6 separate regions of the Mus musculus genome follow, and all the other regions are linked to region 1. The links are chromatin contacts, called in public HiChIP or PLAC-seq and Micro-C maps. All regions are on one chromosome and are shown on one strand. The core of a region is the stretch at or near the end of the contact, and the rest is flanking DNA. Distances in the headings are between cores, read along the strand shown. Region 1 overlaps Ltbp1 (latent transforming growth factor beta binding protein 1). Region 2 has its middle 83 kb from the start of Gm31759. Region 3 overlaps Ltbp1 (latent transforming growth factor beta binding protein 1). Region 4 overlaps Ltbp1 (latent transforming growth factor beta binding protein 1). Region 5 overlaps Ltbp1 (latent transforming growth factor beta binding protein 1). Region 6 overlaps Ltbp1 (latent transforming growth factor beta binding protein 1).

The links. A called contact is a pair of places that touch in the nucleus more often than the background predicts. HiChIP or PLAC-seq counts read pairs in DNA pulled down with a chosen protein or histone mark.
Region 2: a FOXA1 HiChIP or PLAC-seq map of pancreatic cancer cells shows a contact between it and region 1. The contact joins two enhancer-like sites. A contact is called at or near these places in 3 of 484 Hi-C or Micro-C datasets (muscle stem cells and nephron progenitors) and 1 of 115 datasets of contacts at active chromatin or transcription factors (pancreatic cancer cells).
Region 3: a contact with region 1 is called in a FOXA1 HiChIP or PLAC-seq map of pancreatic cancer cells. The contact joins two enhancer-like sites. A contact is called at or near these places in 2 of 484 Hi-C or Micro-C datasets (B cells and muscle stem cells) and 1 of 115 datasets of contacts at active chromatin or transcription factors (pancreatic cancer cells).
Region 4: a contact with region 1 is called in a FOXA1 HiChIP or PLAC-seq map of pancreatic cancer cells. The contact joins two enhancer-like sites. A contact is called at or near these places in 2 of 115 datasets of contacts at active chromatin or transcription factors (neural progenitor cells and pancreatic cancer cells) and 1 of 9 other capture datasets (adipose tissue).
Region 5: a Micro-C map of muscle stem cells shows a contact between it and region 1, with 5 times the contacts expected there. The contact joins two enhancer-like sites. A contact is called at or near these places in 4 of 484 Hi-C or Micro-C datasets (3T3-L1-derived adipocytes, the C2C12 cell line, muscle stem cells and 1 more) and 2 of 115 datasets of contacts at active chromatin or transcription factors (the HPC-7 cell line and pancreatic cancer cells).
Region 6: a FOXA1 HiChIP or PLAC-seq map of pancreatic cancer cells shows a contact between it and region 1. The contact joins two enhancer-like sites. A contact is called at or near these places in 10 of 484 Hi-C or Micro-C datasets (the C2C12 cell line, the Patski cell line, cortical neurons and 4 more) and 3 of 115 datasets of contacts at active chromatin or transcription factors (embryonic fibroblasts, pancreatic cancer cells and vascular smooth muscle cells).

Annotation. Positions count from the first base shown.
Region 1 is chr17:75,107,904-75,111,945 of GRCm38.p6, reverse strand. The region is part of intron 3 of Ltbp1 (latent transforming growth factor beta binding protein 1); the gene reads right to left. Among named protein-coding and RNA genes, the nearest start is that of Ltbp1, 100 kb to the right of the region's middle. Within about 2 kb of position 1,330, at least 84 of the 459 cell types and tissues checked have an H3K27ac peak or open chromatin away from gene starts, as enhancers often do. A contact at or near this core is called in the C2C12 cell line, embryonic fibroblasts, muscle stem cells and 2 more, where this site is marked.
Region 2 is chr17:74,865,364-74,869,405 of GRCm38.p6, reverse strand. No RefSeq gene overlaps it. Among named protein-coding and RNA genes, the nearest start is that of Gm31759, 83 kb to the left of the region's middle. Within about 2 kb of position 2,400, at least 75 of the 459 cell types and tissues checked have an H3K27ac peak or open chromatin away from gene starts, as enhancers often do. A contact at or near this core is called in muscle stem cells and pancreatic cancer cells, where this site is marked.
Region 3 is chr17:75,343,281-75,347,322 of GRCm38.p6, reverse strand. All of the region lies in intron 24 of Ltbp1 (latent transforming growth factor beta binding protein 1), which reads right to left. Among named protein-coding and RNA genes, the nearest start is that of Rasgrp3, 91 kb to the left of the region's middle. Within about 2 kb of position 2,037, at least 37 of the 459 cell types and tissues checked have an H3K27ac peak or open chromatin away from gene starts, as enhancers often do. A contact at or near this core is called in muscle stem cells and pancreatic cancer cells, where this site is marked.
Region 4 is chr17:75,305,181-75,309,222 of GRCm38.p6, reverse strand. All of the region lies in intron 19 of Ltbp1 (latent transforming growth factor beta binding protein 1), which reads right to left. Among named protein-coding and RNA genes, the nearest start is that of Rasgrp3, 130 kb to the left of the region's middle. Within about 2 kb of position 1,637, at least 44 of the 459 cell types and tissues checked have an H3K27ac peak or open chromatin away from gene starts, as enhancers often do. A contact at or near this core is called in pancreatic cancer cells, where this site is marked.
Region 5 is chr17:75,271,793-75,275,834 of GRCm38.p6, reverse strand. It overlaps Ltbp1 (latent transforming growth factor beta binding protein 1), which reads right to left. Exons shown (of 34, transcript NM_019919.4): 11 at 1,801-1,968. Among named protein-coding and RNA genes, the nearest start is that of Rasgrp3, 160 kb to the left of the region's middle. Within about 2 kb of position 2,319, at least 25 of the 459 cell types and tissues checked have an H3K27ac peak or open chromatin away from gene starts, as enhancers often do. A contact at or near this core is called in the C2C12 cell line, muscle stem cells and pancreatic cancer cells, where this site is marked.
Region 6 is chr17:75,249,192-75,253,233 of GRCm38.p6, reverse strand. Ltbp1 (latent transforming growth factor beta binding protein 1) reads right to left here. Exons shown (of 34, transcript NM_019919.4): 9 at 819-890. Among named protein-coding and RNA genes, the nearest start is that of Rasgrp3, 180 kb to the left of the region's middle. Within about 2 kb of position 1,818, at least 38 of the 459 cell types and tissues checked have an H3K27ac peak or open chromatin away from gene starts, as enhancers often do. A contact at or near this core is called in the C2C12 cell line, embryonic fibroblasts, muscle stem cells and 2 more, where this site is marked.

The sequences.
Region 1 (4,042 bases), core at 81-2,580:
TAGCAACAGAAATGTAATGAATATGTCTGTGTTCTTGGTCCCTCTGGAAGAGGCCAGATAATGTCACCGTTGTCCTTCACTCAGTGAACAAAGAACTAAGTCCTATCTAAAATATGTCAGTGAGCTTAGAAGTACCTTAACTCTCCAGCCTTGGTCCGCCATTGCTTATCTGGTCATCTGTTAAACTTACTCATAAAGGAAGGACGGGTTAGAGGTAACAGTCTTCACCACTGACAATAAGAAAGTTTGAAAGAGACAAAGAGCCCCACCATCAGAGCTCCACCAAGACCTACTGAGGCCCATCGTGAAGATGGGGCCCTAGAATGTGTAGCTAAAGAATAGAAAGTGCACAGGTCTTTCTGATGGCCAGCAAAAGAAAAAGCCACTGCTTTAGTGAATCTTTTCTTCAAGGCTCACACAGTGACACACAGAGGTGAATTTTCTGGCTAATATCTCGGCTGGTAACTAACTTATAGTCTTGACCTAGGATTTAAACAGTCTACAAGACCATTATTATCCCCCGCCCCACCCCATCTGACAGCTCCACAGTCCTCTCTGCTTGGGTTTCCCCAGTGCTGGGCATCAAACAATGAATGAGTGAAATAGCCATGCCTTCAGGAAGCTACCGTCATCCAATTAGAAGTACAGTCCATTGAAACGTTCATCGGCTATAAGAATAAACCAGAGAACGAGCTAGGAGTCCCTGTTCTCATAAATGGGTTGTGGCCTCTAGGCTTCTGGGAAGTTCCTAGCATGGGCTGGCAAGTCTGGGCATTTTTTTTTCTCAGCACAGAACCACCGAGCAGTAAAAGAGTTACCTACTTCAGTGAGTAACTGAACAGGCATGCACAAAGACCTCAGAAGACTTCACGTCAATCCAGCTGTATTTGAAGTGCAGACCTGTGGTCACTGGCCAGGTCACCAGCCACCCACCGCTAACACCAGCTAAGAGGTTTCATCACCCCAACAGGCAAGCTGCCCCAGTTTATTCTACCCTTCGCCCAGGGCCGCAGTCACCTCGCCATGGTCCTATGCGAACCACGATTTACAGATCAACAATAAGCGTTCTCCAGATGGAGGAATGATAAACTATTCCAAAACAAATCTCCAAAGGGGAAGAGGGAAATAAAACAGATTTCTGAGTTTGTTTTTCATGGGCAGCAGGGAAAAAAAATAAATCTACCAAATACCAACACCTCTCCAAAAGGCCTCCTGCCAAGTTCATGATGACTGGTGTTAAAAATGTGAGTTTCCGGTAGAGAGTGTGACACATCCCTGAGTCAAAGGGGAGCCCAGCCCTGGCTCACAGTCTCTGTCAGAACTGGGTGACACTTTCCCTCTAAGGAGTTTAAAATAAGGGCAACAGTGAAGTCAAGGCCATGAGTCATTTTGTTGCCTGCAGCCATGCTCAGATTTCCATCAGAATCAATAGGCCAAACTCACGGCTCTGAATCACAAATGGCGTTTCGGAGAACAGAGACCTGAACTTTGAGCAAGTTAGAAACACTGCACCCACATAATCTTTGTTGATACGCCCAGGAAATGAACACCGCACAAGGAAGCAAAGACCTCGGGCAAACAAAGAGAAGAGAGGAGGGAAGGTGGAGGGCCAAGCCTTAAATTCCCTGTTCTTCCCCATAACTGTTCAGTAAGCAGGAAAGAGATGGATAAGCTGGCAGCTATGGTGAGGGACTTCAGTGTATGAGGCTTTAGCTATCCAGGAGGATAGAATAGGACCGAAAGAGAGGCTGGCTGCTTAGCAACTCCCTTATCCATACTCCAGGTCAAAGAACTAGATGCAACAAAGTATCCGGGAGAGGCAACCAGCAAAAGAAACAGCAGGAGTAGACAAAAGGGGCTTTAAAAAAAAAGCAACAACAGAATAAGGTACTATGTGGGGTCGTGTAAACTATGCAGGCGGTGGATAATTGCAAGCACCAGAGACCACCCCATCCTATACCCTCCCCTTAGGCCAGTGGTTCTCAACTTTCCTAATACAGCTACCCTTTGATACAGTTCCTCATATTGTGGTGACCCCCCCAACCATAAAAGTATTTCGTTGCTACTTCATAACTGCCATTTTGCTACTGTGACGTGTAATGTTAATATCCAATCTGCAGGACATCTGTTGTGATCCCTTTGGGGTTCAAGACTGTTTTGGGGTTGAGAACCTCTGCTGTGAGCCATTGTCACACAGCACTCCAAGCAGCCAACCCAAACTGATTGGGATTGAATTTGAGATTAAATAGACACCAACTGAAACGACATAGGAAACCTGGGTCTACGATTCACTCAGTGTTAAAATGACTTGTGCAAATTAAGGGCTCGTGTCTTGCCCTTCACTTAGGCAAGCCCCTCCACTCTCCAACCCTGCTTCACGGCACTTGCTAGTCCTGAAAGTCTCCTCAGTCTTAAAGCTACAAATTCCAGTTTGACCAGAACCAGGGACAAGTATGAAGTTCTGTTTTTTCTACCCCCTCACAATAATACTTCACACACACACATACACACACACACACACACACACACACACACACACACACACACCCTTGCTCCTTAAAGACTACAAATATTTAACCTTGTAAAATGCAAACAATCACATTCAAACCTTCTCTCCCTCCCTGAACCTCAACCCCTAAGAGGAATTAACCATGGTCCTCATTGGCAAAAAAATGACCCTTGGACTTATATGATCTCCAATACTCACCTAAAGCAAGGCATTGCTAAGAATTCCAATGAAATCACCTCTAGTGCAAATATTCCCACAGAGAGAGGGAATCAGATATATTTGCATGTGCTAGGACTGCAGTGAGCTTTACAGGAAAGAGAAAATTGAAAGAAAAGAGACTTATGTCCCCGTTCTCAGCCTATCAGCCTTCCACGGTTTCAGAATCCTAAATTGTCATTCCAGCCTGTAGCAACGTATAAACGCACGTAAGTGATTCCTGTGTTTATCATTTGAACATAAAAGTCAAATACATAGCTATGAAAAGGAGTCCACAGTTCAATAAAAGAACCATGTGCACAGTTCTAAGTCATCCTGTGGGAGAGAAGCTGAGGAGAATTTCTATCCAGGCCTGAGCTAACATCTAGAAGAACTTGGACCTCTCAGCCTCACAGTGGGAAACATTGTTTCTCTTGCATATCCAAGTTAGATTGCCACCGCAATGTGAATTTGGTTACTGAACACACACACACACACACACACACACACACACACACACACACCTAGAAATGAATGTTTTCTTATATTATCAGTAGTTCTCAACCTGAGTTCAAAAGCCTTTCATAGGGGTTACAAATCAGATATTTACAATTCATAACAGTAGCAAAAAAATCATAGTTATGAAGTAGCAATGAAATATTGTTTTGGTTGGTGGGGTCACCACAACATGAGGAAGTGAATTAAAGGGTCACAACATTAGGAACATTGAGAACCACTGTTTTCTACCCTCCTCAGGGTCTCCTCCTTAGACCCAGGCTTCCTGACCACATGGTCTCAACTCTGAACGAGAAGGTACAGAGTAGATGGTTGCGCTCTGTTTTGGTTGGTATGTTTGCTTCTTTTTGTTTTTTTGTTTTTGTTTTTTTGTTTTTTGTTTTGTTTTGTTTTTTAGCGCTATAGAGTTTCTCCATTTTGCATCTAGATTTTTCCTTTCAACTCTCAGTAGCATAATCACAGCACACCTGATCCAAAAAAGGCATCCCTTTAAGGTGCCCGAAATCAGACCCCAGGGCCCAGTAGAAGTTTCCACCTTCGTCCTTTTGATTTATGTGTCTCATTACCGTAGAAGGCTGCAATCACTCTCTTCTTTCTTCTTGGTTAGTGGCTTCAAAATACTGTACGCTTGATTACCCAAGTACATTAGAACTAATTTAAATCAACATCTTAAGCACCTGCATGCTCAACAAACCAGAAAAGAACCCCCACCCCAATCCAAACTATATTGGTCACATTTTATACTCCATGGGACACAAAGTAGCAAATCCATCAAGGTAACGGAACAGCAAATCCCTTTACAGACAGGGGCTAAATGCACTT
Region 2 (4,042 bases), core at 1,151-3,650, 240 kb after region 1:
CTGATGAACAATGCTGCTGCAGACAAGCCTCTGTGAGAGCTACGGTCCACACATGGACAGATTTGCACTGTGTGCATCTAGAGCAAAGTTGGTGGGCTGTAGGGTATGCACAGCTTCAAAAGATCGGCAGGGTTTCTAGGAAGAGTGCTTATATAAAGCTGTCATTCCCGGCAGTCACTTTCCTCTCTCAGGAGCACGTAGTAGGTACTGCCACTTAACCATTAGCCACTGATAGAGTCTGTGCTCATCTCTGATTTTAATTTCATGACTCAAGTTGAGTCTTAGCACTTGTTTTGTATTTATATTTGGCTATTCCCTTTAGCACAATGCTCAATTCTTTAGTTGGGTTGTTTGGTTTTCTTTCTTTTTATTGGCTTATAAATGCCAGGCACACACAAACACCTCACCCTCTCTCTGGCGCTAACCATCTCCCCCAGGTAGCCCAGGCTGACCTCAAATGTCTAATCCCCCTGCTTCAGTCAGCCTCCCAACAGCTGGGATTATGGGAACGGGCCACCACACCTGGCTCCTTGTCACGTCTTTAAACAACTTCTAACTTGAATGTAGGCCAATCTTTTAAACAACTGTCTCTGCCAACCACCAGCATGGTATAATGGAGGGGCTCAGAGGCCCCACCCTCTCTGGGGAGCTACTGACAGCTAACGGCTGCTGAATGACAGACTGGAAGTCATTTTCTTCATGACACAAGCACTGGTAAGTTACCCACACTTCAGTAAATAACCTCACACCCACGTGACTGCAAATATCCCTAATTAAGTTCAGTGGGTTGTTAAAACAAACAAGATATAAAAATGGGGGGGGGTCTTGTTAGGGAGAAGCTTTAGAAAGAGTGGGAGGGGAGGGGAGGGGATCAGAGAGGAGGAGAAGGAAGGGGAGAGGGAGAAAGAGAGAGGAGGAGGAAAGAGGAAGAGGAGGAGGAGCGGTGGGGGGAAGAGAGGAAGAAGGGGAAAGGGGGAGGCACTGCTGAGACATAAGCCTGTCTCTGGCCAAGCAGCTGTAGAATTACTGAGACTGCTTTATCAGCCCTGGCACCAGACTTCCTAGAGGCCGACGATTTCAATAAGTAGCGTTGAAGCTCCACAGACAACTGAGATATTCTGCACCATCGTTTCTCAAAATACAGGGCTATGACCGCCCCCCTGCACCCCCAAAACACACCAGGGATTATAGAAACTGGAGCCACGCTGCAGGTCGCCCTCATCCAGGGACTTCACGGCCCCTGAGAACTGACAGATCATCAGCAATGCCCGTTTCGATGACACCAAGAGTTACTTGTCTTATCTGCACACAGAAAACTTCACCTAAGTCCTCTGATAACTCTGGCTGGCCAGCAGTTGAGGAGACTGAGGCTCAGGGAGGTTGGGGGGCTCGACTGTGGCCATAGCTAGGAAGGGATAAAAGCTGGGCTTTCAGTCTAGTTAATCCAGGCAGTCAACTGCCCACTTCATCTTATAGAAACCTGTTATACATTAGCTGTACCAACTAAAGAGGCCTGCCATGGCACTGCTGCTCATGCAATACCAGGCTTTGATACCCTCCTCTCCAGTCCCTGCCCACAGCCTCCCCCCTCCTGATTGTTTCCCCATCCTTAGTCTCTTCTTCCTTCCGGCCATCCATCCGTACCACCTTTTCCCTTTATCTTTCTAACTTGGCTCCTTTCTTCCTTTACCTAACAAATAAAATAAAATAAAATAAAATAAAATAGTCCATCATTCTCCACTGCCCCTTTCCTTAGCCTCACCCTCAGCCCAGAAACAAGGGAAAGCTCGCTACAGATGGAAACCCAGAGAACAGCAGGGCTTTGCAAGCACTAGACCATGGGGAGCCCTAGGAGTCTACAGCTAGCATTGTGCCAGTGGTTATCATCAAATGGTTTCTTACTTGCCCTGTTTTTCTGTTACATATTTTCATTTCCAAAGCCCTGATGCCTCTTCTTGGCTGCTGATGTTATTATATGCCTGCTCTACAAGGCTATAGATGAAGACACAGGCCTGAGAGGTTATGAGTCTCTGAGTCTCCTGAAAGCACACATTGGCCTGTGAGCAGCACTAACTCTATACAGATACTGATAGCCACTTGAGCCCCCTGTCTGGAGAAAGTTAGCCATGCGTGGGTTAGCTCCTTCACTTTGCTATGATTTACCATCCCCTCCCCCTTTCTGGCAAGAACATCACAAAAGATTAAAAAATGGCTCAGAGTTACCATTCAGAAGACCATAATAATATCAGTTTTCCGCCTTGTAGCCCTTGGCAGGACTCCCTTTTCATAGATCACAATGTGGGCACAGGGCCAGGAGATGGCGAGGGTGACTCACGGGTCACTGCAGTTTATAAGTCAGAATAATAAAAGGGAAGGCAGATCTGACATCACTGGCAAGGGGAAATTTTTTGGTGTTGTGTTAAGCGAACTAATTACAGCCAGCTCTGCAGAACGTGGGAGGAGGACAGTGTGGCTGAACAAAGCCAAGCCCAAGGAAGGGGCAAAATAAAATAAAATAGAATAAAAATTGCCCATAGAAAGCCAAACTCTGATACTGCAAAAGGAGTCACATAATGCATTAGCGGCTGTTTGTCCGAAGGTCAAAGGAAAAACTAAAACAGTCTATGGGCACAGATGTTGTTAACCAGGGGGAGGAGAAAGTGTACCATGCCAAGTAGCAAGAGGTACACCCAGCCACACAGCCCAGGGTTTACACGGCCTCTGCTGCAAGCCACACATCTCCACTCCTGCTAACTGAAAGCACAGAGGAAACAATTCAAGAGCCAGCTCAGCTTTTGCGTTCTCCTGGTGAAGAGCAAACGAGCCACAATTATTATTAGGTCTTGGCTGTGAAAGGCGGAGCCCAAGGCTACCTGCAGCCCACGAGGATTATGCTCTTATTAGTATAGTCCTGGGTTTAGTGGCAGCGTCTGTCTAAGGAATACAGCTACTATATTTGAGCGCATACCTGAGTAAGCAGCATGTTGATTGAAGTCTATCTATTTATAAGCTCTCCTGCGTGCTGTGAGAAACCCAGCTGCATTGCCACAGCACGGGCCCCTCCACCCGAATGAAGGCTCTTGGCCATCTCACTTCAGGGCCTGCTGAATGAACAGGCAGACAGGAAGTGTGTGGCATCCACTTCGGAGATTTTATTCCTCACTCTTGGCCAGGAGAGTTCTTATCTAAACAGCAACTTAGGTTGACATGGATGTTATAAAAACAAAATGGAAACAAAAACCAAACCCTTTTCATTGGGCTCAAGTACAGCTTTGAGCTGGTAGAACTACAACTAGTGGTATAAACTGGATAAGGTCCTGCAGAGCCCGAGCTACCAAGACCTGAGGGTACGTCACAGTCCTCAAACTGAGTCTGGGAGGTAGTAGACCGCAGCATATGCTCATCAATTGTCCCACGTTTCTGAGTGGGTGGCACTAACAACACACCCAATAGGAACAAAAGTGACATGGAAAGTCTATCATTTTCTTCAGCGTTTGGGTCCCTCGCTATCATGATGAAGCTTCACATAACAGAGGGCCACGTGTTCCGCCCTTAAATGAGCCAGAGTAGTCTACAGGGCTCTGTAGTTCACTTCCACTTGTCTATACTCACTCAGGGTCCTAGTTAAATATGCTTCATCTCTGGGAAAAGGCTGACAAGGAATTTACTAATTAATAATCCTAACAAATCATAGGCTATTATCAACTAAGACCTCACAGAATTTCTTGGGGAACTCAGTGAAGAAAGGCAAACTGTCAATCCCAGCACTCGGGAGGCAGAGGCAGGCGGATTTCTGAGTTCGAGGCCAGCCTGGTCTACAGAGTGAGTTCCAGGACAGCCAGGGCTACACAGAGAAACCCTGTCTTGAAAAAACCAAAAAAAAAAAAAAAAAAAAAAAAAAAAAAAAAAAAAAAAAGAAAGAAAGAAAGGCACACTGTCAACGTGGTCCCACTGTTCACGAGAGAAGGCAAATCAACCAATTATTGGGAGAGCCTATCCAAGCAGCAGGGAAAACTCGGGTTTTGGGATCTGCCTATTTCTT
Region 3 (4,042 bases), core at 788-3,287, 230 kb before region 1:
TTCCTCATGGGGAAAATTATGTGCCACCGGGTTACATCGTCTCAAGATCTAAAATGCCAGTTAAATGACAGCATTATCTGCATGAGAACTCATAGACAGTGGCCTTATGCTTCTCTCACATGAATTAACATGGTCTTATAAAATGTCTTAGTTATAGTTACAACAGATGTCTAGCTATGGGGCTCCAACAATTACTGTGAGGATTCCACAAAACATGCACAAAGTACTAACATGGGAACATAAAATGTTCAAAGTACCCGATAAGGGTCAACATTCACCAACATTACCCCTTTTCATGCCCAATGACACATTTTCTCTATCTTTGCCCCACTGAAACACAGCTGCTAAAAGAGGCACCCCTAGCATCTGATCCACTAGTCAGCCCCCACTGACCTCCAAGTCTGGTGAACACACATACCAGGAGCACCTTGCCATGCTCAAGAGTGTTTCTCTTGGTCCACCATCCATGGACTGCAGATGAACATCTGCCGGAGCTCAGGATTCCTGGGAACTGCGGCAGGCCAGCTTTCCCCAATCTGCTCCCCATAGACTCTCAGTCCTTGGAGGTGAATGATAAGGCTTCATCTTTCACCACAATCCTTCTTCCAAGTACACTTCTTATTCTTAATTATTTTCACTTGATTTTTCTGCCACTGTCTTAGTCCAGCCTAGCAGCTTGATTTAAACAGAACATAAACCCTCTTCCTGACGGGGACGAGAATTTTCTCCTTTCCATTCCTCCTTTTCACCTACCTTGCCTTCCTGAATTGAACCGAAAACTCAGTGCAATTATTTCACATCAAAGCCAGCAGCTCTTCCTCATGGCATCTAATGTGGCAAGTTGATTGGGCTGCTCTGAATGCCCGCAGGAAGCTGGGATTATAGCAAGTTTACAGATTGTAACAGGGAGGAAGGGTTCTATCCTGTTACTGACTTGACAGAGGCCACTGCTAACTCTGGACTTTCTAAAGTGGGCATCTGTCAAAGAGATAATGTTGTTCTTTGCACTGCAGCCTTTTTGGGGGTCTGGAAGCTGAGCAATTCTTCAGTTAGCACTTCCATGCTGATGGATTCTCAGACTCTCTCAAAGCTTTAGCTCAGTCCTGGTGAAACATTTATCTAAGACCAAATAGACCCAGCAGTAACACATGAACTTGCTATCACTGCCCTCCGCATATCAGCTCCATTTCTCCTACACACCCTTCTTCAGCACTTCCAACTAGACACCCGTACCAGGAATCTTAATGCCAGCCCTTCCCTTCTGCAACTCCCTCTGCTGTCCTAAGCCACCCTTTGATCTTTCTCAATATTCCCTGTATTCTAGCTGGCTTCCGTATCTCCAGTCTTGCCTCCCTCTAATCCACTCTTTACCTAACTATTGCTGAGGTGCTCTTTGTAAATGTTAACCCATGCATGCCACTCCCTTGCTCAAAGTGTTCGCCATCTTCTTCTTGCTAGAGCACAAGGCTTCCTTCATCGGGCTCCTGGCTACCTGTGTGATAGCAGTTCTCAGAAAACCTTCTCAATTTGAACTCCATCCCTGTAGATGACCTTGTATAAGGGCTCCCTGACCTTAGAATGGTATAAACTCTTTGCTTGATTGGCTCTTCCACTCCTATTTTTTTCTCAGAAATTCATGCTGATCCTTCCAGAGTCAGCCTAAGGGGGCACCTCCATCATGGCACCTCCCAGACAGATACCAGGCTACTCCTCTTTTTCCTGTGCCTGTATTAGGCTTGAAGGGTTGGGGAACCTTCAACACACCCTCACCAGCAACTTATTTCTCTACTAAAAGGAGAGGAAAAGAGTGAATTCAGCTGTGTGAAATCCATTGGATTCTCAATCCAGATTCTTAAAATTAGATTATCTTGCTTTCCTTGTTATTAATTTCATGCCATTCCAGCAGATGATGGCCCTTTATTACTGTTCACCAGCACAGGAACTGAATAACTAGCCTGAAGGTGAACAAGCCCCCAGCTGGCTATGAATTACTGGGCGTCTTGCAGACTCAGTTTACTGTAACAATGACTCACCAAGCAAGTTTAGATGAGTAATGTTTTGGATCGGAATGAATAGGCAAAGGGAATGTGAAGTGCCTGCTGGAGACTAGCTGTTCAACAATTAATATTTTATAAAAATGATATAATGCGGCTCTGCAGTTTCTTGTTTTCAACAGTGAGGTGAGGTAATGGCTTCACTGAAGTACAGCGCTGGTTTCGCTTCTCAGAAGGGCCAAACCAGAGCTCTCCTATTACGCTAGACCCTCAGCTCTTTGTTTCAATTCTTTAATGGCCTACATACAAATATTTCACTTTCTTGATATTGTGAGATCTCAGATCTACTTTCCCCTCATCTATCTGGATAGGTGGAAAACATCATCCTGTTTTGTCAAGGTTGACTCTGAAACCTGAGACTAATTTTTGAGGTCTCTAAATATCATATTTTTCTTTGCCTGATATCAACATTTCTACATCAGTTTTATTGATCCAGTAAGGGTCATGCTAGAAATTATCACTAGTAATACTATCCCCAAAGCTAGTCATCTGTTGGAGTTGCTGTCAGTAATTGCTCGGTCCTCAACCCACACGTATGAAGCATGTTTTCACAAGAACTGCTAATTTCTTATATTGCTCTGCTCTTCATATATTTTTACTGAAAAAAAAAAAAACGGAACAGCAAATACTGATGTTTCAATGTAAACAAAGTCAAGATTTAACGATACCTACAAGCCAGTGAGTAAGTAAACTGACCTCCCCCGCAAAAAAAAGAACCCTCCAAATATTAGAAGGATAAGTGGAACACAGCTCAGGATGCCTGGAACTGACAGCGCCTGTATGGAAGCTGTGACAGTGTCAATGGCTGACAAGTCCACATTTGTCAGGTTAACCTGTTTTGTACATTTGCAAGTTTTACAATGAATATATTCTCTTTACTGCCCCAAAAATTTCCCAAAACCTTCTATGGTAAAACAGAACTCCAATGTCCCTTCCTTCCTGCATAACACTCACTAAAGGTCACCCATTCTTTACCCGCTCACTTTGGTAACATGAACAATGAAATCAGGGGAGGAAACAATGGAAGACTCAATGTGATTTTCTAAATAGAATGGGTAGGGCAGCTTATATACAGACAAAGAAATTAAATTGCCAGGGCCTAGCAAACACAGAAGTGGATGCTCACAGTCAGCTATTGAATGGACCACAGGGCCCCCAATGGAGGAACTAGAGAAAGCACCCAAGGAACTAAAGGGAACTGCAACCCTATAGGTGGAACAACAATATGAACTAAGCAGTACCCTGGAGCTCTTGTCTCTAGCTGCATATGTATCAAAAGATGGCCTAGTAGGCCATCACTGCAAAGAGAGGCCCATTGGACTTGCAAACTTTATATGCCCCAGTACAGGGGAATGCCAGGGCCAAAAAGGGGGAGTGGGTGGGTAGGGGAGTAGGGGGGTATGGGGGACTTTTGATATAGCATTGGAAATGTAAATGAGCTAAATACCTAATAAAAAATGGAAAAAAAAGAAATTAAAACTGTCTTTAAAGACCTTGACAGTGAAAGTCATAACAAAAGTAAATGGTCCTACTAGGTGTCACATTCAGAAAAGCCTATGTGCATCACAAGAGGTGATCACAAGATGCACTTATGTCTATTTCGTTAGGAAAGTGGTTTGGTATTCTTTCAGACAAATTCTTCCATTTTGTTTTGTTTTCAATCATGAAGAAGAAATCCTTGTTTCCTCAGGCTCTGAACATCTGTGCTTTGTAGATTTTTCTCCTCCCTACTTCCAAGTGAGACTCATCTATCAACTAGGAAGAACGTCTCACAGATGAGCCACTCACTCTTCTGTGTCTGGATGCTCTATCAAGGCAGGTGACAAGGATGGGACTCTAGCAAGGACAGTGGTAGTAATGGGAGTGCTATTTGTGGTACTTGGCTGTTTACAAAATTTCCACAGTGATTGCAATGTTGGGCAAGAGAAGCCTACTTGCCAGCAGGACATTTTAACACGAATTATATTGTTCACCCTGACTTAAAGGCA
Region 4 (4,042 bases), core at 388-2,887, 200 kb before region 1:
AAAACATAACAAAACCCTTTAGTTCGTTTCTGTCATAGACAAAGTTAAAACCAGTGAAAGAGAGTGGATGAGTTTGGAGTATTTTAAATTATTTGCTAGCCATATTTATATTGAAAGTAACTGTTTAAATTTTCACTTATTTCATTTAATAGCCAGCCATTGAGTTCTTACTAGAATATTGCTGCTAAAAAGAAAGAGGACTGGAGAGAAAGCCCAACTGGTAAAGTGTTTGCCATACGAGTTTGAGGACCAGAATTTCAAATCCCAGAACCTATGTAAATGTTGGCAGGCATGGTGGCCTCCTGTAATCCTAGCACTCAGGAGGGAAAGACAGGGATTCTCTGAAAAACAGACAGACTACCAAAACCGAGCTCTGGGTTCAATGAGATATGCTGCCTCAATATATAAAATCAAGACTGATTGATGAAGACTCCTAGGATCAACCTTGGACTTCCACATACATGCACACACATGTTTACATGTACATGTGAACTTTCATATACACCCAAACCCAGTTTTGAACGCTGCTGCGACCATTTGAATGCTCTTGGGTCAGTCACTTATAGTTGTTGTGGGAACATACATGGGTGTAGCATTGAAAATCTAAGAAGAAAAGCCTCAGAACTGATAAAAATTCCATTTGTCACAGCAACTTAATCTAAGTATTTTTAGCCTATAACCTAATCAAAATATCTTTTTTCCCCCCAGAGCCAGAGGCACCAAGGATATCATAAAAACCTACAGAATCTACTAACCTGGACCCATGGAGACTCATAGAGACTGATCTGCCAGCCAGACAGTATGCATGGGATTGACCTAAGCACTGAGCACATGTGCAATAGTTACGCAGCTGGATCTTCATGTGGGACCCTGACAGCAGGAGCAGGGACTGTCTCTGACTCCATTGCCTGCCTTTGGATCCCTTTCCCCTAACTGAGCTGCCTTGTCTAGTCTCAATAGAGGGCTTGAAGTTCCCAGGTTGTAACACGATATGGCAAGACTGGTTGATATCCAGGGGAGGCCCTCCCTCTTCTGAGAAAGGGAGGAGGAGTCAGAGGTGGGGGGAAAGTGAGAGGGACTGTGGGGGGGGGGGGAGGGGAGCTGCAATCCTGCAATTGAGAAATAAAGTAAATAAATAACTTAATAGATAATAATTAAAAGTTTATTTGTTTGTTTGTTTATTTTTGGTTTTTGGTTTTTTTAAGACAGGGTTTCTCTGACAGCTCTAGCTGTCCTGGAACTCACTTTGTAGACCAGGCTGGCCTCGAACTCAGAAATCCGCCTGCCTCTGCCTCCGGAGTATTTATTTTTATTTTAAATTGTGTGTGTGTGTGTATGTGAAGAGAGAGCATGTGCACATGAGTGTAAGTGCCCACAAAGGTTAGATGATGCTCCCCCCAACCCTACCCCCATCCTCCCCACCCCCACCCCATCCCCTAGTTGGAAATATAGGCAATTGTGAGCTAGGAGCAGAGCTTAGCTTCTCTGTAAGAGCAGTACACACAATTAACTTCCAAACCATCTCTCCAGCCTAATCAAAACATCAAAATCATTAAGGCTCTTGAAAGCCTTCTTTCTTTTCATCTTTCCCTGTTCACCAACACAAGGCAGAGCATCAGCTGCCCAGCGGAGTCTTTGTCTTCATTTGGCAACCCAGAGCTCGGATTGCTCTTGTCTTCCTTGCACTTTACAAAGACTGTTTTCTCTCTTAAGGGAGAACTCAGAAATAAAGTTAGACTTAACACACAGCAGAGGCCCGTCTGTGAGAGTGCGCACCGTGAATTCCATGTGTGCACAGGAAGAAGCCACTGGCACTGCCCACGGAATTCACCGTTGCTTTCAAAAATAACCCCAATTACAGCACACAGATCTGAGTTTCTAACAACAGAAAGCAGCACTTCCAGGCCGCCTCATTCCCCACCCTTTCTTTGCTTGTGGGAACCGACTTTTGTAAACACCGAGAGCAAACAACTTGAAAGAGGATGCCAAGAGTTGGAGCCAGAGTAAATAGTGGAAAAGAACGAGCCTAGACACGGGCACGTAAATTCCAGACAGCAGCGAGAGAATGTCGTGTCTAGTATCTGGTTTGGTTTCAAAAATGTTAACAAGTTCAGAAATGTATGGACTCTCTGTTTAATTACTCATGCCCCAGAAAAAGTGATTTACAGAGCCATAGAATGCAACAGCGATGTCTATTCCTAAGGCCATATTTTATTTAAATTGCAGACACTGTGGATTGCCATGCATGGGATACTTACAATGTTGCCTTTTTTTTTTTTTTGAAAGCTACCACCATGATTAATGATGAAATAGAATGCTGTGTAATAGCTAGAGTAGTTTTTAATTGTCTATTCTTTACTTATTAGAGAAAAAATTGCATGGAACCAGCCATTTCTTGTAGACATACCAGTTAGAGTCAATCAGGTCCGTGGCCTTCATGGAGATTAAGCTCTAGAGGGAATAACGTGCAACAGAGAATTCCCCAAGGGATTTCTACAAAGAGGGGAGGTAGATAGAGAGCAGCAGGACATAAACGCTTAACTGAAACGCGCAGAACAAAGCAAACTCCATAATGTATCTCGAAGCCAGGATTCTTCTCCAGCCCATAGATCCCTACATCCAGCTAGTCAGCCTACTGAACACTGCCCTACTCTCTCATAGGTACCTTACAGTCTTCACAGACAAAACTGACTGCATCTCGCCTTTCCTTTATGGCAAGGACAAGCATGTGTGGGTCTTGATGCCAACAGAAGGTTAAGGCAACATACTTCTTATTTCTAACCCTTAGGATAGTCTCCCACCAACATACCACAGGAAGCAAGATAGATTCTGCCAATCCACCATCTTCCCCTACCAGGATTACCTCATTTTTACAAGGAGGTAATCATGTCTTGGTTTCCCATATTAGACTTCAGAGTTCATGTTACTATAGCCTATGGTCATACAGAACATACATATTACCCAAATTCTTCCAAAGCATTTGCATAATGAATTCCAATAGTCTTAGCTTCTTATCTCAGGATAGGAAATTTATCAAGGAAAAAAAAACCATAGACAAATGGGTTCCACACTCCACAGGAGCTGTTAGGGTTTACCAACTTAGTGTCTACCATTTTGTGAATTAAGCTGAATTTCTCAGAGTAAGAAAATGTAGGTTTTTTTTTCCCCCTTAGGTTTACCAGGTTAATTATTTACAAGGTCAGAAATTCTGGCTATAACAGCTCAAAGATTTATGTAGACATCTCATTATGCTACCACCAGTTCCAAATTGATCCTTATCAACTGCAGAGTCCTGAGAGATTGAGAAATGCTTTGTTCACACTAGGGATACCAGGCCAGCAGGGTGTGTTACTTGAGGCCTCTATTACCCAGAAATGACTTGTCCTTAATAAACTCTGGCTAGCTCTTAGAGCATTCTTTTTCCTTTTAAAAACCTTCTACATCATTGTTTGAACCAAACATTCTACAACACTTTGTCAAGATTAACATGCAGATCGGTGGTGGGTAACCCCCCCCCCCCCACTCTACCTTCTTTTCTCTTTCTGGGAAGATGAGGGCATGCACCTCCCTCAGCCCTCTGGCAACTTTCCATTCCCCACAATTTCACCAAGATGTCTCCCAGCTGACCAGCAGTCCCACCTTGCTAATTCTTACTGCCTTGGGATGTAATTCATGTGAGTCAGGAATGCCTTTTGAATGTTTCTAAGATCTTCAGAACATATTGTCTCAAATCCCTGATTGTTGGGCATGAGCTACCAGGTGCAGAGAGACTCAGGAGGCTCTCTCCTCCCATTTATGCTCTCCTTGGACTAATCTGAGTCTTACACATCACCTGTCAGTTCCTTGGAACTTGCTAGAATTTGTCCCAGAGCAGTAATCTACATGCATTATTTCCTGTATTCTCAAGGAGATGAATCTGTCAACAATATGAGGCAATCATTTCTCTGAATCCATCCAACCACAATTAATTCCTTAGTCACCCACATAGACTCCAGGCAATGTAATCCTTTTGAACTAAAAACAGGAGTGCCATATTCCAGTA
Region 5 (4,042 bases), core at 1,070-3,569, 160 kb before region 1:
TGTGTCCAGTTGGTAAATCCAAGGACTCAGACAGAATGCCACGCTATATATGGAATGGGGGTACTGGTGATGAAGAGGCAGAGAGGGGGGTGTCTTTGAAGAGGACCTTCAGGTAGTGAGGAGAAAGCCGAAACACTAGGGACAAGTCAGAGGCTATAGTCAGAAGCCAAAGCAAGAAGAAAATGCCAGAGTGAGCTGTGTGCAGTTCTCTCTGTGGTCAGGGACAGCCAGCAAATCTGGTCAGATTCATCATGCAGAGGACAACGGGACATTCTGTACCATGGACTCATCACTCTGGTCAGGAAAAATGTCTTTAAAATGCCTTTCCCCCCCCCGCCCCCCTCTGAGTGGACTGCGGATGATGTGTGATTTGCAGACCTCTAGCAGCAAACCCTGGGGCGGGTAGAGTGTGGCAGACAGACGCAAACTCTACATCATCACTGGGCTCTTGGGATTGGAAGCAAATTGCCAAACGTAAACAAAGGGGCTTATGGTCAAGTTTTTGTTTCTACTTTTAAAATTGAAAGTAAAGTAAATCATTTCTCATTTTTACAGAACAAGAAATCGTCTATTGAATGGACTGGGCCTGGAATTAGTCCTTAATCAAAAGAAAACTCTACAATATTCCCTTAAAGCTGAGATGCTGTTTTTCTGCAGATTCACTCACTCAATGGCGGAATCTACTAAGACAGAGAATTCTTAATTTTAAAAAAAAATGGACAGTACCAGAACAAAGCATGGTTTTCTAGCAAAGCACACATTTGATTAAAATCATCCCATGAGCAAAACTTAAATACAAAAAATTGTATGATTAATACCATAATGAAATTGTACTTTGGGAAGAGGCCCTGATGAACATTCCCCATCTTAGTTACACTTCATGTAAGGATTAAAACCCTGACAAAATTGACCTTAAGGAGAGATGTGGGCCTATGAATGGCAAAGCTTTGTTAGTAATAAGTGTGTCAGAAGGCACAAGAGGGTGCTAGAGCCTGTGGGAGGAGTCTAAAAGCATCCATCTATCAGTTCATTGACAATAAACTCCTATTTTTGCCGTAGCTGTTCCTTTTGACTCTAACCACTACCAAAGGTGAACTATGATACTAAAATTTACATTTAAATCCTATCTACTCTTGTGTGATTTACTACACAATGTCGTGTAAGACACCTAGAGATTTAATGCGTGTTCCTATAAGGGAAGTTCCTCTAAAGTAAGCAATTTAGTGTGATGCTTGGCACCCGTACCAAGCCAGTGAAATCGATGCCACGCCTTCCTTGATCTTATGATGCCCAGTGCTTGCAGGTCATGCCTCCTTTTCTTCCACTGAACTCCTGACTCTGCTTGGGAGTTTATTGATTCCTCATACTCTCATAGTTGAATACAATTCTTTGTATTTCCAATTAGAGAAATCAAGTGCAATTTTAATAACTGAATAAATAAGTCAATGTCCACTGGGCTGTAAAACCATGGACAGCAAACCACTAGGAAAGCACATTGCCTAGTAGAGCTTTCTGGTTTTATACTTAAATATCAGTCCTCATTCTAGAAGCTGATAATAAAATACAAGGGTTTATCTTCTTAGCTTAACATGTAAAAAGAAATCCATAAATAATGGGGAATTCCTATGTACATTTTCTTTTCTGACTTGAACTTCTCCAACTCTGCTTTCTTCAGAAATAATACAAACACATAATACTATTAAAAGCTAAACTCAGAAACCTAAAGTAACCCAAACTGCTGAGGTCACTTTGTTCCCGGAGCTGGGAACATTAGTGTATATACAGGTGGTTACGGCTTACCTGTGCCTGGGAGGGGACATTTCTCACAATGTGGGCCCCAGGCCTTGCCCACACTACAACAGCAGATCTGCTTGGTGAGATGAACAGAGAGAGGGTGCATACAATGCCTTCCAGGACTGACAAGGCGGTAACAGGGCCCTTTCTCTTCTGAGATCACAGGGGGATCCGCTAAAGAAAGAGACAAGCCTGATGTCACTGAAGAAACAAGTCAGATCGATTTTAAGTTAACATAAGATGGTCCTCACAGCATGGATGACAAACCTTGCTTTAAGATAAATCAATCTAGATTCTGGGAATAATTTGTTAAGTGTTCATTCTCTAAATCATCTTGGTGTCAGAGCAGCAAATACTCTTAATTAATTATTCCTGTCTCTGGCTGGATTCTATTTTTAACAAATATTAATATAGGAATGTGTGTTTAAGTTAAACATTTCCACCATTAGCTAGCTATCTAACCAACCTAGTCATCTATGACTAATCACAATTTTGACCAACTGTTTCCTGAGACTGGAGTAAAAAGTTGGCTCTAAATCAATGGCTGATGAATGTCCAGGCACCATGGAAAATCAGCAGCAAGCTTAGTACCACAAACCAGCAGCTGGGTAGCTGTCCCAGAAGCTCAGGAATTCTCACCCAAGGCCAGAGAACATACATGGCAGACAGGGAGTGGTTGCTGATCGGCTGAGATACACAAAGTCTCAGTGTGGCAAGCACATCAGAGTAGGCAAACTCTCAAGCCCTCATTCTATGCTGCAAAGGTAACCAAGCTGTTATCATCTGACTCCTGTCTCCTCACCCTGATCTTCTAATGTAAATCAGGAGTGAGTGCACTTCATTCAAATGCTGGCACAAGAGGCAAAGTCGAGAGCAAGACACAGCCTTGCCTTTCAGCTGTATATCTCTTAATGCATGCATAGTGCATGGTTGGGGTAGTACGTGCTACAGGACCAGATTCTGTGTGAGACAACACTGTCAGGTTAGCCCCAGGTTGGTGGCCTCCTGTCTGTTTCCCCATCTCAGCCATACCTTTTCTCTCTTATGGTGTCATCCCAATTGCCTTTTCTCCAGCCCCTGGTACTCACAATTCAATCCAACTTTTTTGCCCTTCCTGCTTAGATGCACATTTCCACCTTTCCAACAGGACTGACTTTCCAGGTTAGATGCTCTGAGAATAATCTGAATAATGAAGTCAGATGGCAGATGAAGACGCAAGGGACATGGGTGGCTCTCAAATGTGAATCTACCACTCGCCTGTCCCCCCCCCCCAATTTTCAGGAAACCTGCTGTGTGATGATGGAATGGGAAATGTGCCCCCTAGTTTACAGCATTTGGAAACTTGGTCCCCGATTGGCAGTACTGTTTGGGGAAGTTTAGATAGTAAAGTTTTCCTGGAGGAAGTGTGTCACTGGGCACAGGCTCTGAGATTACACACATGCACATCTCACTACTACCAGTTTCCTTTATTTTCATTCAACTTGTGGTTCAAGTTGTGAGGTCCCAGTCTCCTGTTTCTCTTGCTATGCCTGACCCTTGCTGTCCCAAACACTATGGACTCTAACCCTTTGGAAATGGAGGCAAATTAAACTTTGTCTTCCTTAAGTCGCCTTGGTCATAGTGTTTTATCCATAGTACGCAACAAAAGGTATTAATACACTTATCTTTCCTGACCCTTATTCTTTCATATTTTCATTTACATAACACTTTCTAGGTTTATGGGAAACTCATTTTGATTGGAAATAATGACTAAGTTTGTGTATGAACAAGGCTAAGCACTATGACTTAGGTATTTAAACAGATACTGGATTGTCGGTTGTTTTTGGAGTCGTCTGGGTTTTACTGCTATTTCATACAACACTGATATTTAAGCCAGAGGACTTTGACTGAAGATATTTATCCTCTATGATATGAATGGGCTTCACCCAATCTGTTCAAACATATACAAGAAAAAAAATACTGATCTGCATTGAGCAAGAATAAATTCTGTCAGTCAGCTCCCTTCAGTAGCAAGCTACTACATCAGCTTTTTCTGAGTGGAAAGTCTGCCAACTACTCTGTCAGTCAACCAGTTACCTGAAATAAAGGCACCCTCCTCTTACTTTTGCAAAAACATGTGTGATGTGCCTGCATGTTCATACTTATAAATGTATGCATTACCATGCAAGAAAGAATATTCACTCGTACTTATTTTTTATATGGAAGGGATATTTCTTTCAAGGAATTGGCTCCTGGACACATACTTATC
Region 6 (4,042 bases), core at 569-3,068, 140 kb before region 1:
ATTGGAAGCCATAGACAACCAAGAAACTTTGAAGTAAATTCTTAGAACACGACATAAAGAAATAATTTACAGACTAAGTATGAAGAAATCCTAGCGCTGCCTGAGGACTCTTGGCAGTGGTTCCCCTAAGTAACTAGATGAAAATTTGATGATATTAGTCCTGAAGCAGGCACTGGTCAAATTGAGATATGCTTTCAACTCTACCCAGCCACACAGAAGACATCTAACCTCTCAGTGTGGCTTTAGGTTTTTCACTTCTAGGCCCAAGACTTGATAAATTATGAGGTCTTCCCAGTATCTACAACTTCCCTATGATGCTAAGAAAATGAAGCAAAGTACTCAGGGCATCTCACATTTAAGGCTCTGGCTTTTCTGGCTGCCTAGAGGACACCTGTTCAGGCCAGTATTTAGTTCTTACAAAATCTGAGATGGGTAGCAAAATACTCATGGGAGGAGAAAAGGGAACTGTGTTGTAGATGATAGGTCAGCAGGGAAGTACCTCGGCTAAGCAGGCACAGGTGCGGGTACCCGTGCACACATAGAACATAACCAGTGTGGGGACCCGGGTCTGCTCAGTGCTAGCCACGCTCCTGCAGGGTTTTGCCACAAGTTAAGAAATGGTAAGCATTCCAGTAGCTTGAAAGAGTAAGTAAAAACTTTACCAATCACATATCAGTATGCCCTTAGCCACCTGGAGAGAGCAGGACATCACACATCTACCATGTAACTGTCACATGCTGGGCCCCGGAGCATCATGTGACAAAAGAACTCAAGCTTCTACCCAGGGGGTCCACATCAGTACATTCCAAAAGCCTTACCTTGACAAAAGGTGTTGTTAACCCGTTTATATCCTTGTAGGCATTCCATCATTTGAGTATATCCATGATAGGCTGTAAATGGCGGGAAGAAAAGCATTCATTATGATTTAAGTTCTTGTGATCGGAAGCTGCTAGATGTGGTGCCATTTACCACACCAATAGATTGACCATTTACAAGCTATGAGTACCAACAGAGACTTCCGCCTCATGCTTGCATGCTTGTTCTCAGTGTGCTTCCTATTGCACTAGCTGTATTCCTAGGAAGTTGACAGGAAACCTTTACTGTATTAACTGAACGTTAAGACTGCTTTGTATTATCTTCTAATTCGTTATTAAATATTCCCATCATAAGATGCATTCCCCTACAGATACTTGTTTCAAGAAACAGTGGGCTAACAGGGGAAACATTGGCATGTGGAAGTTGCTTCATTCATCCATTGGCCTCAAGTCCAGTGTTGTCCCCTACAATGAAGACACCAATGTGGGTGCCTACAGAAACCGGGACCTCAGTTGCGAGTCCTTCAGTGACAAAAGGATCATATTCAGCAGTCTCTTCAAGGCATGGAGCCAGACCAGATGACCTTGTCTCCCTCTGCTTAGGATTCTAAGCCAATTTTCTTCTAAAACTTTGAGGAGACAATCGACTTGTTCACACTAAGCACATCGCTAATAGATGATAAACTAGTTAATGAAACAATTTGTAGATTTAAAATTGAGTTTTCAATAGCAAAAAGAAAATTATTGACAATGAAAGGTTTTTGCATGAGGCTAAACAAAACTTCATTAAATGAAAGCCACGTGAAAGTTGAGGTTTGAACTATTTGGAGAAAAACAAAACAAAGTACAAACTAAACAAGGTCATGGAACCCCAACCATCATATATAGAAGCCAAGGACCGTCTGCTCTCTTCCAGCATGAATACCATTTAGAGAGTAGTGCCAAACAAGGGAAGGAAAGATCTTAAGAAGAATGTGACCTTGAGTGTGCTGCTTGCTGGTGAGTCACTTCAGACAGTATAAGCACAGCAAATGCCAGGATGTGAGAGTTCACCTCACTCCTCATCCCTACCACTCTGAAACCAAAGCCATCTCTTCAATTCAGACATCAAATGAGCCACGGGCTTATTTTCACCAACGTTTTTGTTAAAAAGGGCGACTCTGTACTTTCCCATTCCGCTGAAGTCATCGTCAGTACTGAGCTGTGGCGCTAACAACACCATATAAAGCAGTGGGTTCCTGCCCAGATGATGCAATGCTAGAAACAAATGGCTGGAGGTCAGGAATAATAATAGCCTTAGGAATTAAGGGGGGAGATGATGTGAACCCCTTTACTCCTAACATCTGTCACTCTCGGCTCCTTTGGAATTTAGAAAAGAGAAAAAAATAGAAATAGCTAAGATTGGAGAAAAGGCACAAAGCAGCCAACAAATGGAAAAAGAAAAATAAAGGGGAAGAAGAAAAATATATAAAGAAACAGAAGGAGACCAGAACGCAGGTTGGAGGATCCTCTCTCACCCCCATCCTTAGACCTAACAGGGGGAAACATGTCTCTACCACAACAGCATTAGACAAACACACATGACAAATGAATGGGGCAGATGGCAGTGTGCTTTTAGCCATTTAGATACAGATTCCAGGTTAATGACTCATCAGAATCAACAGCGAATGACAGCGGGAGGCAGTCACGTTTGTGTCACCCCAACTCTAAAACACCAAGTTCTTCAAATAATTTCAAATGTATCCCAGAGGTCCCTTCAGTCAGAGAACCAAAATAATTTAGGTAAACAGGTCTTTAAGTAATGTGGGATCGTTATCATTCAACCAGCCTGCTTCGTGGAAATCCATCTAACTAACCATCATCCGGCCCCCTTGGAAAATCCATGTGAGACATTCTTTGACTACTGAGGATCTCATGGGACTTTTTTCTCTCTTTAAGGAAGAACCAATGTTCACAAACTTTAGCAGGAATTTCTAACAAACGCTAAGTAGTGTCAACAAATTGAATGAATACTTCAGGTAATCAGAGACCCTGTATGTTTGAGAAACTAGGAATCAGAAGGGCAGACAAAGGAAGAGGTGGTTTACAGAAAATTACCATGCTGGGAGAGTAGTTTTAAAAAGACAAGTAGTAGGTTTTTTAGGTTAAACAAAAAGGTTTAAAGGGCAAGTGAGAAGTTGGAGAGATGGCTCAGTAGTTAAGAGCACTTGTTGCTCAGTTTCCAGCATCTACACGGTGGCTCATGCCATACATAACTCTACTTCTAGGGGATTTGACACTTTCTTCTGAACTCTGTGGGTACCAGGCACAAATGGGATACACATATAAGCATGCAAGCAAAACATGCATATATATAAAATAAAAATACTTAAAAGGGTTTTAAAGACAAGCAAGAGTATCAATTCAGTCGATAAATAAACATCATCTGACTGTAGCAAATGAGATGTCCCTTTAAGATGAGAGGGAGAGACAATTATAAAAGTCTTTATAAAAGCTTTATGAAACTGATGACTGAGAAGAAAAAAAGGAAGAAAAAGTCAGTTGGGGGGGGGGGAAGAACAGAAGTTTAATAAAACTCACCCTGAAACAAGTTAGTACTGCCTTTCTAAAATGTGTTTCTTTGAAATCTGTCAGAGTTAAGACTACATTCAAAGACAGAGCTATCATCTTTTGTAGAGAAGAGGGCAATGGATTGATGTAAACCTGGATTTATTCAAGTAACAGTTTCTGTAAAACACTCTGAGGGCTAATCACAGCGTGTTGGCACTAGGGACTGGGGCAGTGCAAAGCAGACTTAAGAAAAAGGGGCCACATATTAGGTTCAATAATTACACATTCTTTTTTCGCAGATCTGTAAGCAATCAATTCCCCATCTGAGCTTCTTTGTATGAAGGAGATCTGCAGCAGAATGAAATGTGTAGCTCAAGTTGAGAAGACTCACAACATTTTCACTTAAAGAGTCTAACCTAATGAATAGTAACTGTACTGACTTTTTTTAAATAGGGTTTGTAATACTCATTCACATATTAAGAGCCATCTACTCCCTATTCCCTAGGGCCTGAAAAGCTGATTTTTTTTTCTCACCAATTCTTCCCAGTACATCCCCTACATACGTAATTAAACTGAGGAAGGTGGCTGGTAACTGTTTAAAAGAAGGAAGAGGAGAAGGAAGAGGAGCAAGAGGAAGAAGAGGAGGAGAATAAGAAGAATAGGAGAAGGGAGAAGAG